2 separate regions of the Pan troglodytes genome follow, and region 2 is linked to region 1. A link is a contact called in public HiChIP or PLAC-seq data. All regions are on one chromosome and are shown on one strand. The core of a region is the stretch at or near the end of the contact, and the rest is flanking DNA. Distances in the headings are between cores, read along the strand shown. Region 1 holds the start of MCRS1 (microspherule protein 1). Region 2 holds the start of SPATS2 (spermatogenesis associated serine rich 2).

Evidence for each region. HiChIP or PLAC-seq counts read pairs in DNA pulled down with a chosen protein or histone mark.
Region 2: an H3K4me3 HiChIP or PLAC-seq map of stem cell-derived excitatory neurons shows a contact between it and region 1, with 4 times the contacts expected there. The contact joins the promoter of SPATS2 here to the promoter of MCRS1 in region 1. A contact is called at or near these places in 2 of 7 Hi-C or Micro-C datasets (blood and stem cell-derived neural progenitor cells) and 1 of 1 datasets of contacts at active chromatin or transcription factors (stem cell-derived excitatory neurons).

What each region holds. Positions count from the first base shown.
Region 1 is chr10:46,297,401-46,301,208 of NHGRI_mPanTro3-v2.0_pri, reverse strand. MCRS1 (microspherule protein 1) reads right to left here and starts at 2,058. Exons shown (of 15, transcript XM_009425469.3): 1 at 1,502-2,058; 2 at 159-278. The coding sequence starts at 168. It also overlaps a transcript of PRPF40B not described here.
Region 2 is chr10:46,499,196-46,503,003 of NHGRI_mPanTro3-v2.0_pri, reverse strand. It overlaps SPATS2 (spermatogenesis associated serine rich 2), which reads left to right and starts at 1,816. Exons shown (of 14, transcript XM_016923475.4): 1 at 1,816-2,210.

The DNA.
Region 1 (3,808 bases), core at 809-3,308:
TCAACTGTGGCTCTGCCGACAGGTACATGGGTGGTGCTGGCCCAGGGGGAGGTGGCAAGGCCTAGCCAGGACCGAAAGACACAAGTGCCAGGCACAGAGTGGAATCAGCAGATGCTTGGCGCCCGAGCATTTGGGGAGCTGTCCCGGCCTCATACTACCTTTGTCCATCCTCTTACAGTCCCAAAGCCACTGGTTCCAAACCACAGGGCTAGGAGGAACGGTCCCACAGGCTCATCCAAGGATTCTGACCAGGTGAGCTTAAAGGCTGAGAGGAGATTCTGCAAAGGAGAAATGAGGCTCCCTGAGGCTCAGATTTCCAACTGGCCAGCCTCACTTCCTTATACTGGCTCAGGTCCCCCAGGGTCCCATAAGCTAGGGAAGACATAAGGACAGGAAAGAGGCATAAGGCCCCACTCTGCCAATAATAGCCTTAGACATCAGTCTTGTGAAGGTCACTGGCACCTTTCAGAGTATGGTAACAGCTATGGACTGCAGAAAAGGGTGCAAACACATACTATTTTAGAGGGTTCATAGACCCTTTAATTCTACTGATATCTCCTAGGTTAGGCGCCTTGACTATAAACTAGCAAGAGACAAGGGATTCTTTGGCCCACATTTTTCTTTACTTCAGCTGTCCACTCAGCTCAGCAGCACCAGCCTTCCCCTCCCAGGCCAAAGCAGGAAAAAAGAAAGGGAGGCAAAACTCCAACCAGTCCATCTCGTTTTTTTTTTTTTTTGTTTTGTTTTTTGTTTTTCTTTTCCATTTGGGGTTTTTACTGAAGATTTAGTAAGTGGTATTTCCATGAGATACCATCTCGTGGAAACCAAAAACCACTGTTTGGGAACTGCGTGATTATCAACCACCCTGTGCCCCAACAACCCCTAGAGAACCCAGGTACTGGACTTTCTCGGGGCGCTCCTCTCGTGAGTCCCCACTTCTAACCAGGGTGGCTCTTAGCTCAGTGTTCTAGCCCTGTCCCCAGGTGAGCCTGTCGCTCTCCGCTCCATAGGCTACGACTAAGAATCTTGACATCTGAGGAGAGGGCGAAGGGGCCCGAGCTTGCCGGCAAACTGAGGTAGGGTCTGTGCCCCTTCCTTACCGGACCCTCCGCCCCTCGTTCTCCCAACAGTGCACACCCAAGGTAGGGGATCGGTCCAGGTCTGTCTCAAGAACTCGGGGTAGGAGCATTGATGAAGTCACCTCTGCAACTCAAAGCAGAGCACCAAGTAGCCTTGGTTTGAGACCCACAGGCTGGTGGCTGGGGAGGTGGGGGTAAACTCGCAAGCCCATTCTCACCCCAAGGTCTCCATGCCTTTGCGCATGCGTAACACTTCGAGCCAGATTCTAACCCAGTCCGGCCCACGCATGCGCAGCTTTTCGGGGCGCCACCGGGGCGGGGCCCCAAACTTGGGGGGTGGTCGTCCCCGGCGGCACTCTGCAAAACTCCATTTCACCCCCAACTCCTCTGAGAACCCTCAGAGGCGAACCGCGAGGTCTCACCATTCCTAGACTGCCAGATCCAACAATTTCTCCGCGGCGACGGTAGCAGCCGCAGGGCCAAAGCCGGCTTCCGTGAGGTACGTCTACTTCCGGTTAACGAACCAGGGGGCTGGCAATCTCTTCCGGTTCGTCTTGGCAACGTGTGTGAAGGGGGCGTGGCCATGGTACGGAAAGTGTAAATATTTTACCAATAGCGGAAAGTAAAGGCTTTCCTAGTTGGGACAGCATATAGGGAAACGTTAAGGATTATAGGCACCGGAGAGGTAACCCGGCTTGAGGGGTTGGTTAAAGGGAAAGGCGAGACTTAGGGCGAGACCGAGCGGGGCTAATTGAGGCGACGCGGGGAGGGGCGGACCGCGGACTGGATTTCGACTTCCAAATTCCCACGAGGTATAGGAGTCTGAGGGTTGCACAGGACGTTATGCATTGTTTGACTCCTCCAGAGCCTTTAGAGAAACTTCTATCAGGCCCGCCTGCTAGGCACTAGTCGGGGAGATAATGTAGCCAGGGAGATGTGGCGGACAGAAAGGGCAGAGAGGCTCTCTGAGGAGCGGATGGAGGATCGTGGGCCGCTTTACTGAGAAGGAAGAGACCCTGCGAGAAGGAGTAGTGTCGACTTGGTCCCGTCAGCCGGACCCCACCTGGACGGCTGGGGCCACTTGTGGTCGCCGGGAGGTAAGAGAGAAAACCAATGGAAGCACCTTCAGAGGAGAGTGCCTTGGAAGCAATCTTGGGATGGGAGAACGAACCTGTCGGAAAAATTGGGAATTTGGGGCTGTGAGAGATGTTCCGGAAAACTAGAAAGACTGTTCTCTAAAAGAGGAATTCTGTTTTATGCTTCCTTTGCGAGGTACTAAAGTGTAGCAGCTATAGACATACTTCAGCTCAGAATAAGAAAGATTCAGTTCCAAAGCTGTCCATCAGAGGTGTCAAGCACACATAACATGGACATTGCCAGGGAATTCAAGTGTCAAATGAGAGACTGGCCCTTTTGGCCCTGACAGTATACTATGGCCCTCTGCTTCAAGAGTACCAACCTCATTTACTGTTCTGTGGACTTGCTTAATGAGTATGTACTTATTTTAACTCCCATGAAAGAGTGTGTGTTTTATTTTTTAACAGGCACTTGATTAAATATAATTATGTAAACTTGTGAAAATATCAGAAAACCAATGAAATATTTTTTTTTTTGAGACAGAGTCCCGCTCCATAGCCCAGGCTGGAGTGCAGTGGCACAATCTCGGCTCACTGCAACCTCCGGCCCCCGGGTCTCGGTTCAGGCAATTCTCCTGCCTCAGCCTCCCGAGTAGCTAGGATTACAGGCACGTGCCACCATGCCCAGCTAAGTTTTTTTTTTTTTTTTTGTAGAGACAGGTTTTCACCATGTTGGCCAGGCTGGTCTTGAACTCCTGATCTCATGATCAGGCTGCCTCGGCCTCCCAAAGTGCTGGGATTACAGGCATGAGCCACAGCACCCGGCCTGAAATACTTTTTATAAAAAGTGATTACACAGAACATTAATAATATTAATGTTATTAAATATATATGAATTCATGATAACTATGAAAAACATACAAAGGAAAAGACAGTTGAAGGAAATGCACCAGAATGTTAACACATGTCCAAGTGGTAGTAGTAGTAATTTTTCTCTCTAATTATTTTCCAGTTTTTTAATACATGGTTTTTAAATTTTGTTTTATTTTTTTTGAGACAGAGCCTTCCTCTGTCACCCAGGCTGGAGTGCAGTGGAGCAATCTCGGCTCCTGCAACCTACATCTCCCGGGTTCAAGCGATTCTCATGCCTCAGTCTCCTGAGTAGCTGGGATTGCAGGTGTGCGCCACCATGCCTGGATAATTTTTGTGTTTTTAGTAGAGATGGGGTTTCACTATGTTGACCAGGATGGTCTCAAACTCCTGACCTCAAATGATTCACGCACCTCAGCCTCCCAAAGTGCTGGGATTACAGGTGTGAGCCACTGCGCCCAGCCATATTTTACAATGGAAAAAAAAATAGGTTCTACACAACTTCTTTTTATTGATTGATTGATTTTGAGGCAGAGTCTCGCTCTGTCACCCAGGCTGGAGTACAGTGGCACAATCTCGGCTCACTGCAACCTCCACCTCCTGGGTTCAAGTGATTCTCCTGCCTCAGCCTCACAAGTAGCTGAAATTACAGGTGCCTGCCACCCGCCTGGCTTATTTTTGTATTTTTAGTAGAGACGGGGTTTCGCCATGTTGGCCAGGCTCGTCTCGATCTCCTGGCCTCAAATAATCCACCCGCCTCAGCCTCCCAAAGTGCTGGATTAC
Region 2 (3,808 bases), core at 567-3,066, 200 kb before region 1:
CTGCTGCAACTGGCCTATTTAATAACTTTATCCTCCTTTGGAACTGGATACTCTCCTTGGGGTAATGATTTTTTTAATTCTTCTTTGTAAATGTCCGAATACCTAGAACAATACCCACCATCATTGAGTAGGTGCCAATTTAGTGAATGAAAAGAAAGCAGACATTTGGATAATTTGCTTCTATTTGAATTTTTGAATGAAGATTGAATAGTAAGGAACATATAGTCCAGTGCCCTACCTAGCTGGATGACTTAGTCTTCTGCTTATCTAGATCAGTAAATCATATGGTTGGAGTAGATGAGACATTATTAACCACAGGTCATTGGACTCCAGGCGATTTTTGAGCCCTTACCTCAAGCAACGTTAAAAACCACAAGGATCAGATGGCTTGGCAAAGGTCTACTATACTACTCAGTTACATGTACTGTGATTGCAATAACATACGTGGAAACCAAAATGACATGTGCCTGTGGTGTCTAGCTATACACTGACACACACTCTCCAGCTTGTTGGTGCCTTTTCAGAGCCCCTTTGCTTGGCCTCAAAAGGTAAGATGAGGACAAATTCTAATATATATATATATATTTTTTGAGATGGAGGGTGGAGTGCAGTGGTGCAATCCCGGCTCACTGCAACCTCCGACTCCTGGGTTCAGGTTATTCTCCTGCCTCAGCCTCCCGAGTAGCTGAGATTACAGGCGTGTGCCACCACATCCGGCTAATTTTTGTATTTTTAGTAGAGACGGGGTTTCACTATGTTAGCCAGGCTGGTCTCGAACTCCTGACCTCAAGTGATCCGCCCGCCTCGGCCTCTCAGAAGTGCTGGGATTACAGACGTGAGCCACCGCGCCCGGCCCCAGATTCTAATAAATATTTTCAATGCTGACTGTCTAAATCCCTCTGGCCCCTCTTAATAGACCCCTGACCAGTCGACAGTGAGGTAAGTGCTTTATGCATGCAGAAAGGGTGCACAAATACTAGTTAGTTCCAGCACCAGGGAGGTTGGGAGTCTGGCGTCGAAGAGAGTATTTAACAGAAAAGATTCGAAGGGCGGCGGGACCGACCACCGCCGCGTAGAGGGGCTATGCTGACAGCTGGGTAGATCAGAAACCCGACTGACGAGGAACTGACTTGGGGAGCGTGCCGGGCGGACATCGCCAGGGCAGAGAACCCCCATCAGCTCCCGAGGTCATTCTTCCCGCGCCCCCACCGGCCTCTGCGCTCTCTCAGGAGGCAGAGCGACCGCGCGGTCCGGAGGCCCCAGCGTTTCCCGTCGTTGGCGACTCTGAAATTGCCTTTTGGAACAAAACTTGGGTCGGGAAGGAGGCGAAGGGGAAAGCGGTGTGAAGTCCTCGGTACGGAAGAGTGAGCGGCGCTGTACCCGGCGGCCAGAGAAAAAGCTTCCCAACCCGGACATTGAGCAAAAGCCCCGCGCTCGACTCCCCTAGCGGCGCCCGCGTTCGGCCACCTCCGGGGGAGTTTCGGCTCTTTCCGTCAGTTCAGCTCGGGCCCTCCGTTCCCGGCGCGCGCCGGGTCCCTACCCGATGCCGCCGGGTACGAGCTGTGCTGCACGCGGACGCGAGCTCGAGTCCCACCCGTTTTCCCCTTCCATCTACTTTGTCCCCAACCCGCTCCCCGAGTCTCTTCCTTTCCCCGGTAATTCCCAGTCTCCGGTGGCGCGCGAGCCTGCGGACGGTGCGAGACGCGAGGGACCGGGCCCCGAGAAGAGCGGTAACCCGACTGGTCGGAGCCCGCCTCTCGCCGCCCCGCGCCTCTCCCCGATCTTCTCGGTCTCCGGTGCGCGGGCCGTCTCGCCGCTCGAGCCGCGCTCGCGCACCCGTTGGCTGCCACAGCCTCGAGCTTGGCGCGCCGGCGCGAGTACGCGCCCTGAGCTCTGGCTGGCTGGCTGGCGCGCACGCGCCCGAGAGGGCTCCGGGGCGGGGCGAGCCGCTGCCGGGGCGAGGGTCGGGGTGATCTGCTGGAGCTCCGGCCGGATCCTGCAGTCCGGCCCAGGAGAGAAGTGGGGAGGCGGCGGTGGGGGCGGGGCGGCGTCCGGCTCTGAGAGAGCTGGGGGAGGAGCGCGGCGGCGACGGCGGCGGTGGCTCTAGAAGGGGAGGCGGAGGATCTCCTTTCCTCTTCTCAGACCCGGGAGCGTCCGGGACGCGGAGCCCGGAGCTGGGGCGACGAGGCGATTGCGGGGGCCTGGGCTAGGTGAGGCTGAGGGTGCTGGGTGGCGGGGTTGGCGGGGGCTCAGAGGGCGCCGAGGTGCGGGGAGCGGGTTGAGGGAGGAAAAAGAGGGAGGGGGTAGTTGGGGGCGGGGGGACGGGAAGGAGGGGGATGTGAGCCCTTAGAGGCCCGAAGTGCCCAGAGGGTGGAAGGTTCCTGGGGTATGTGGGGCGGGTGAAACACCCGCGTCCGAGTTGGGGAGTTTCCAGACGGATAGGCCGGGGAAACAATGGAGTGTGGGGGGGACTCTGGCGTGAGCGTGTGTGGGGTATTGGATTTTAAGAAACAACGAGCGAGACAGAACGAAAGAATAGGATCATTTGGGATGAGAAGTACAATGAATTAGGAATGCAGTAGGGATGCGTAAGGTCACCTCCGTGGCTGTGCGAGGTCCTTAGCATTCGGGGGCAATAATGAGATTTGAAAATAAGGGAGAGAAGGGCGTTCTTGGAATTGAAGGGGGAGACGAAATGGAAAATCAGGCGAAGAGAGGCAGAGACATAAAATAGATGTGGTTAGGACTTGGATTAAAGCAGAAAGGTAGATTCAGTCAGTTTTGGACTACAGTGATATTTTTCTCATAATTCATCCAGAATGATTAGGTTCTTTTAGAAAGTGGATCTTTCTCAAGCTTGTCCCTCTGTTAAGGAGTACAAGCCGTTCTTTAAATAATTTGATTATCGCTTGTCCATTTTATTGATAAAACATGCCTGTGATATTTACTTCCCCTCTGTTTAGCAGGCTACTGTTCCTAATTTACCTATGGTTAATGAAGCAGGAGAGGACAGATCACCAAAAATATCTTGCTTTAAGTTAGGTCAGTGATAATGCAGAGTTCAGTGTTTTGGAGAGAACCAAAAGCTTGGTTGTTTGTTTTCAGTTTGACCAAAAGGTGATGGATAAAATTAAGTTACCTGTACTTTGTTAGAATTGCAATTTCTCACTGAGAAATGTTCATGTGCCATCTGCTACTGGTTTTATGTTTGTGGGAGAGAGTTGGGGTTCTGCCTTAAATTATTTCTTGATGTTAACTTCAAATACTCAGGCTGCCTCATACCTTCCAGTTTCAATTAAGGTGATTTGGGAATATTGATTATGATCTTTGCATTTCCTTAATATTTGGATTTCCAGACCAAATTTGTGATTGTATTAGATAGAAAATTGCTGATTTTGAAATTGTAATGACCATTGTGTGCTCATAAGTAGTCCATGTTAAGCCTTTTATTTGTTGGGCATTAAGTTTTGCTGACTCATCTAAGATTTATGGACATTAATCAGTTTATATTTCTCAGCTAGGTCTTGGATGGTAGCATTTAGGTTACTTTACAAAGGTTCAAAAATAATGATTTAAATTGTTACTTTTCTTAGATGTTATGAAAATTGAACAAAGCAAGAAATGAGTGCAGTGTTCTCATTAGTGACAATGTGCCTCTTTTTTTTTTTTTTTTTTTTTTTTGAGATGGAGTCTTGCTCTGTTGCCCAGGCTAGAGTGCAGTGGCGTGATCTCGGCTCACTGCAACCTCCATCTCCCGGGTTCAAGCGACCCCAGCCTCCCAAGTAGCTGGAATTACAGGTGCCCGCCA